Regions from separate parts of the Mus musculus genome. Here region 2 is linked to region 1. The links are chromatin contacts, called in public Hi-C maps. All regions are on one chromosome and are shown on one strand. The core of a region is the stretch at or near the end of the contact, and the rest is flanking DNA. Distances in the headings are between cores, read along the strand shown.

Region 1 (3,591 bases), core at 151-2,650:
GAATTTTGTAGCAGGCGTTAACAGGCATCTACACAAACCGGGTTTGATCCTTCTGTATAAAGCCGGTCCTGGAATGATTTCCAAATTTTCCACTCAGTAGTGAGCGGACTTGTCCTTCCGCGGTTTTGTCTTTTTGTTTGTACGTATGTTTGGGGATGGGGCGGGTAGTTTTGTTTGTTTATTTGTTTGTTTGGTTTTTTTTCTGTCACTATTCTTTAGTGGCTGCACTTTTCTAATTTTCTTCCTTTACGTATTTTTTTCCTCTTTATTTATTTTTTTTCCTTCCACCCAAGCACTCTTACAGTGTGTCTTTTTCTCGGGCCTCTTCGATTACAAGCCGCTTAGAGAGCTGTGGCAGATGTGTTTGTGAGAAGCCACACAGGGCTGGAGTGATGCTGGCTATTAGTGGAGTGCCTAGGACTACGATACCTGGGACATTGAGGGCTTGAATTGTGTGCTTTTCCGGAAATGCACGAATAACACGGCTATAAAAATAAACTTCTGGCGATTTTAAGTGGATTCCTAGAGGAAAGCAAGCCTCCTATTTCTCTTTACTCCCTACCAACAGTTAGCCTGGTGAAGACCGTCCTCAGTGAATCCCTTCCAGGCCCTCCTAGAGGATCTGTGGAGGACCGGGCACAACAATCTGACTCAGCGGGAAATGCCTGCAGCTAGGACTGCACCCCACCAGTGTCAGCACCCACCACCTCGCCATAGGTCTCTTTCACCTTAGCTCTCTTCCTTCTCCTTACACCTCATTTCTTTCTTTCTCTCCCCCCCTTCCTTTCTCTCTCTCTCTCTCTCTCTCTCTCTTTCTCTCTCCATCCCTCTCCCTCTTTCTTTTTTCTATGTGTCTCTGTCTCTGTGTGTCTCTGTCTCTGTGTGTCTCTGACTGGCTCACTCATCCACGCACGCGCACTTGTTTCCCCCTGGCTGTCAATCACACCCGCACACCCTAGAACGCTTGCGCACTGGAAAAATCCAGCCTCCCACCAACCCCACGCCCTTTCTACTCGTCACCCTGCCATATTGACCAATAAGAGCATGGATCTGGGGGCGGACTTCGAGAAATAAACCAATGAGAGAGCGATTGGAAGCTAAGGCTCAAGAGAAGTAAATCCTTCGTGGTCCGCATTGAGTCGCTTGGGCGATGATTTATGCGCCCCTTTTATTATTTGTAACACTTTGGGAAGTTATTAAGAGGAAGATCTACTGCTTCCTCTTTTGGGGGTGGAACTGGATAGTAATATTTGTCACTGGCGGGTTTTAGGGTAGAGTGGTGCGAGGTGGAAGGCCGTCGGAGACTGGTTTGTTTTGTGGGTACTGTTTTTCATTACACGACAGATTACCCTTTTCATTACAAGCTGTAGACAGGGCCAACTTCGAAGGTCTTCTTGGCTGAATGATCTTGGATTACTCAGAGAGCTGAAACCTGATGCCTTTTGACTTGCCTGTCTATACCCCCGGCACTAGAAGGAGCCATTTGGGGAAGATGTTGCAACCTCTAGTTGCAAGAGAAAGTAAACAGACTCCCCTCACTCAGGTCCCCTCCCGAGCACCGAGCAAATCTCCTTGTGCTTTTCCCGCCTGGATGCTCATTAAGTCTTAGTTGACTCTGAGGCGGATGCAATAAAACATGGATGGTTTCAGAACCCCAAACAAACCGAGTTTCTGTTTTACTCTCAGCCGGACCACACCCCCTGCCTCTCCACTCTCCCCCCACCCCCACCCCCCCAAGGAAATTGCATTTTCAACTAGCGCCTCCGGGAAAGAACTGCGGGAGACGATTCCGCTCGGAAGCTTGAATGTCGGGGAGGGGGGAATAAAGAGCAGCGTGGAAAGAGCACCCCACAGTCCCGGGCCCTGGAAGACTGGAGAGCTAAGAGGACCATCCAGGAATCCGCACTACCCGGAGGTGTGATGAGCTAAGCGAAGTTAGCACTCGCCCAGAGATGAAGGCCAAGCACCTCAACCTAGCCCTCTTCCCGGGAAGGCCAGCCTCCCTGGGGGACTAGGCTAAGGGCTTTGGATGGGAAGAAAGTGCCAAAGAAAAGAAGAGTTACAGATTTGCTACCTCTGATCTCCCAAACAGAAAGTGGATGTTCAAACGTTAAACACTATTCCCGGAGGACAGGGATGGGGGAGGGGTCTTTCTGTTTCTAGACCACTGACAGGAACTCGGTAGCTAGTGTCAAAAGATTTCTATTTGAAATTAAGAAAAACAATGCAAAAGGGCTTGTTAGGGCATAGGCGAGGGGAGAAGAGACAACCGGAGTAGGAGGAGAGCGATGGAAGGAACAGGAACTGTTTGATCCTGGGAGTGGACGGGAGGAAAACAAAACAACGCACTTCAAAGCTCGGGGCCTAATCCTCCTCAGGTTAATTTCTGCTTCCTAAAACGTTGATAAGCACCATAAATCACTCGACCAACCCCCACCTCGCTGATCTTGCCCGGAGGGTACTCTCCCCCTGGTCTGCCCCCAGGGGCTCGATGAGTCTCCTGTGCTCAGACCTGGGCCTCCAGGGTGGGAGACATTCCTGGGTTTTGGGCTGCGGGATGAGTGCACGGGAATCAGCAGACAGAAAGGTGCTGGAAGAGGTGCGGGCCTGACCTTGGAGGAAGTGGAGTGCAGATGCATTCTGTCTGACCCTGGGGGTTGTCTGTCTGGCGCGCTGTTTGAAGGAGGTTACAGCTTGTTTAAAGATTTGCAAAACTGAGGAGCCGCAAAGATTAGAAATGCCAGCCTGAGATTTATCAAATGACTTCCGGTAGCAGAGCCGGGTTTAAACCCAGGCGGGCTTGCGTCTCCTGATGGCGAATTCTGGACCTGGGCCACTGTGCAGGACTGGCCAGGTGCGCGAGGAGGAACACAGAAGCGATGGGGCCAGAAAAGGGTCTGCCTTAGGTCCCCAGGGGGCTCACTTTAAGTCCCAGTCTTAGCTGTGTCAAGCTAAGTGAATGTCAAGCCAAAACCTCTCCACAGGCCTTTCTGAGCAGAGCGCCTCTCATCCACCCGCGCCGCTGTCTGCAAATGAACCAAATACCTTGAAATTGATAGATGCTAGGGGTGTTGTCCCTGAATTCCCCCGCTGGCCTTCCTTGCTTGAGGAGGAATCCAGGCCTGGATGTACTATCTGGAAAAAGCTAAAGGTGTTTTAGGACTAAACACTTGTGTTCAGAGCAGGCATATTGTTTAAATAAAATGTTAAAATAAAATAAAACATGACTAAACAAAATGCTAAATAAAACGAAACATGTCAAAAGTCTGAGACATGCATCACGGGGTGGGGGGTTAAGAGTAGGCTCATGCCTAAGTTCAGAGCCAGCCCGGTCTACATAATAAGAATAAATAAATACTTAAAGGAAGAAAAGAAAGAAAATGAGAGCTGAGACAAATTGAGTGTTGAGTGCATAAAGAGCTTTAGCTTATGGGATACTTGGGATTGTGGCAGTCTTGCAGGAGAGGGCACAAATCCTTCCCTCTATGAATGACTGTGTCCCTAGACACGCCTCAGGTGTGCAGATCAAATAGCTCCCCTACACTTACTGCATGCACCAGCAAACCTCTCCGATTAACAAAGATACTACAG
Region 2 (3,318 bases), core at 337-2,836, 450 kb before region 1:
ACAGCATTTTTCTCCCTCTTTCTTCAGCTTTCTCCCTTAACTTATTAAATCACAATAAATACCAAAGCAAAGCACCTAAAATAGGAACACTATTTTTATGAATGCTGAAATATTATATAGGAGGCAGGCTCAGTCTGAAGCACTGAGTCTGAAGATGAAATATAGGTCTTTATGATTCTCTTCAAATGTTTGATATTATTTAATGTCCCCTGAGCACTAGGTGTAGGGGTTGTATTGTAGATGTATTATTGAGGTGGGCTCCCCACAGTTAGTTGTTCTCTGCATTTGGCTTTCTGTGAAGGTCTTTTCTGAAATTAAAAAAAAAAAGCTTCTTTGGTAAAGGATGGACGATAACTTTATCTGTAGGTTTGGGCACAGGTACTTAGAGTGGCTGGAGAGATGGCTCAGTGGTTAAGAGCACTGACTGCTTTTCCAGAGGTCCTGAGTTCAATTCCCAGCAACCACATGGTGGCTTAAAACCATCTGTAATGAGATCTGATGCTCTCTTCTGGTTCATCTGAAGAGAGCAACAGTGTACTCACATACATAAAATAAATAAATCTTAAAAAAAAGGAAAAAGGATGCAGTTAGAGATCACACTGGTTTAGGGAAGCAGCAGTAGTATGCTCTTCTCTAGGGTCTATGGCCTCAGCAGCCAGAAGTAGTTGGTTAGGGCTAGGCATGGATTTCCCTCTATTGAGAGAGCCTTAAGTCCAACTAGACAGCTGATGGCTATCCCCAGGATCTAATGCTACCATTGCATCTCTGGGGATATCTTGCTCTGCTGGTTATTGTGGTTTGTAGCTGTCACTATCGATGGCTTTTCTTCCTTGGCAGTTTTCACAGCTCCTTATGGTACTAGGAGAGCTAGCCCTTGTGAGGAAGATTCCAGGATAGTCCCAGCTCAATTCCTCCAAGGCCTGTGTCTGGGGCATAGGGAATCTGGAGCAATAGAGTCTTACCTGAAGTTTCTGGGAGGTAACCAAAGGGAATAGCTTATAATGTTTTGGGAGGTCTCCCGGATTTCCTGACAGTGGGGGCTTTGCTAGACAGTCTATGTCTTTTGGGGAGGAGCATTGTCTCTTCAAGTGGGGTAACTACAATTTCATATATATCTCACACACCACACGCGTGTGCGCACGTGCACACACACATGTCACACACATGTAAATTTAAGTTAAAATTTGATTTGTTTAAATATCCAACTACTAGCATATCTATATAAACTTTCACTGCTTGGTAGGTATACCTTCTTCAGGCTTCTGTAGAAACCTGTATTGATAGGTGACTGGGCAGCAATTGCTTTTCATAGCGATTAAGCATGCATCTAAGTGAATTCAAAACGAAGGGTTGGCTTTGTTTATCTGCTTTCTTTCCATTTCTAAATACTGAGCCAAAATCAAGACACTGGGCATGAGAGTTTATGAAAGTCTGATCCTGCTGTCCAAGATTTGCTTGGCCAGCCCTTGAAAGCCTGAAGCATTTAATATGTATCAGTCAAAACACACAGGAACCCTGGGAAAGGTGGAAGTCTGCCTGCACAGCTGCTCTGCAGAAGCGGGTGGAGTTGGTATCACATGACGGGGTTCTCATCCTAGCTGAATGCTAGTTAAGCATGGCCGTCCTTCTTCAGGGAGGCTCTTCTGGTCTGTGGCAGCTTGAAGATGTGGGAATACCACATTACTTACATTCCTCTGACTTTTGTTCTGACTTTTATTTACTCTGGCTTTGTCTAGGACCAGAGCTGTCAACAGCTTCCTTTTTTATGTTCATCTTCTTCCCTAGCCAAGGATAGATCATGACGGATTTCAACTCCCAAGTGCCTATGTTTGGCTAGGAAATAGCAGTAGGCTATGGTTTAATCACCCCCAAAGCCTCATTTTAGGGATGCGAAGCAAAATATTATCTGGGTCCTTCTCTTAGAATTTCCTGGCTCCTAGTGGTTTTGGGTCATGGACAGAGACTGGCATCCCATTCAGGCTGTTTTCTGAAGTGGGAAGTTGATGATTTTGCTTATCATCACTGTCAGTAATGTGGCATTCTGGGTACTCTCCCACTCAAATGTCAAAGCATTGGGTTCTTGTTTCTCGTGCTCTGAGTGCTTCTGAGACGTTGGATAATACCACATCATCTAGAGACTCAGGGGGAAGGGTCATCTGAATAGAGGAAAGAACCCAGTGGTCTGGACAGGGTATGTACTTAGCACAGCAATGACGCAGCATTTCTGCTTCACAGATCCCAGTGAGCAACATCAGCGCCTGGGAGCTCTGCGTTCATCGAACACAGAACCCATTGCTGACTTGGCAAAGGAGGTCTTTCGATGTTGAAGAAGTAAATGCTTCAACAAGTTCATATAGGGTTTCAATTAATAAGATTTCCATTGAAATACTTTGTATGACATCCACTCATACATGCAGATCCTGTTGGTGGGGGCGAGGTGGGCAGGCAAACAGCCATGGTTTTGAAAACAAACTCCAGAAGCAGACATCCCGGCTTCATACCCTGGAACTTGCTACTTAACAGCCCTTCAACCTTAGATACATTCCCTGCCTGAATTTGTCCACTCGCAAAATGAAAACAAGATGTGTGTTACAAGATCGTTTTGAAAAGCAAACAAACAAAGGAACCTCTTGGCAATCAGAATTCCCTTAGCAACCACTGTCCTTATCATGGATGCACCATGCCTGTTTGTGCAGTTACTAATGCCTAAGGACGGCCCCTCCCCGGCAATAGTTGATCAGACACTGAAACAGTGAAAATGCAGACACAGAGGAGCACATCTCACAGTGATCCCATACAGAATGGTGTGGAATCTGTCATATGTCATCAGTGACTTTGAGATGCCAATGGGAGAGTCTGGGGCTATCCTAGAAGACAAGGCTCTGTGCTTCCGTAGTCAAGGAGCTTCCGAGAGTAGTGTCTCCTCCCCATCAAATGCTCATTGAATCCCTTCTGCCTCTGCCCCTGACTGCTCCCCCTAAGTCACAGCCTGGTCTCCCCTCCCACTGCTCTTCTCCCCAGCATCAGCTTCTCCCAGCTGAGCTCCTCAGTAAACCACGCTCTTTTGCTGTTCTCTGTCTTTGTGCATGTATATCTTTCATCTTTTACTATGTGTAATTTCTCAGTTGGGTAAAAATAACATTTTGCTTTTCTTCTGCTGCTTCTGAATGGTGGATCATTTTCCACTAGAATCAGGGCCCTCTCACAACCTTGGTTTAACCTCCTCTACCCATCTCCTACTTCACATGACTTCTGGCCTTCTGATTTCCTGTCTCATTCCTGCCCTTCATCCTGACTCTTAACTCTGAGAGAGGAGGT

What was found. Hi-C and Micro-C count contacts between places; a contact is called where the count stands out from the background.
Region 2: a Hi-C map of the 3T3-L1 cell line shows a contact between it and region 1, with 7 times the contacts expected there. The contact joins two enhancer-like sites. A contact is called at or near these places in 1 of 39 promoter capture datasets (the 3T3-L1 cell line), 1 of 15 datasets of contacts at CTCF or cohesin (the NIH/3T3 cell line), 3 of 484 Hi-C or Micro-C datasets (the 3T3-L1 cell line, adipose-derived mesenchymal stem cells and embryonic fibroblasts) and 16 of 115 datasets of contacts at active chromatin or transcription factors (the 230-238 cell line, the NIH/3T3 cell line, astrocytes and 10 more).

Annotation. Positions count from the first base shown.
Region 1 is chr6:51,172,036-51,175,626 of GRCm38.p6, forward strand. No RefSeq gene overlaps it. Among named protein-coding and RNA genes, the nearest start is that of Gm32328, 7.4 kb to the left of the region's middle. Within about 2 kb of position 1,401, at least 182 of the 459 cell types and tissues checked have an H3K27ac peak or open chromatin away from gene starts, as enhancers often do.
Region 2 is chr6:50,718,930-50,722,247 of GRCm38.p6, forward strand. No RefSeq gene overlaps it. Among named protein-coding and RNA genes, the nearest start is that of Gm38808, 41 kb to the left of the region's middle. Within about 2 kb of position 1,587, at least 37 of the 459 cell types and tissues checked have an H3K27ac peak or open chromatin away from gene starts, as enhancers often do.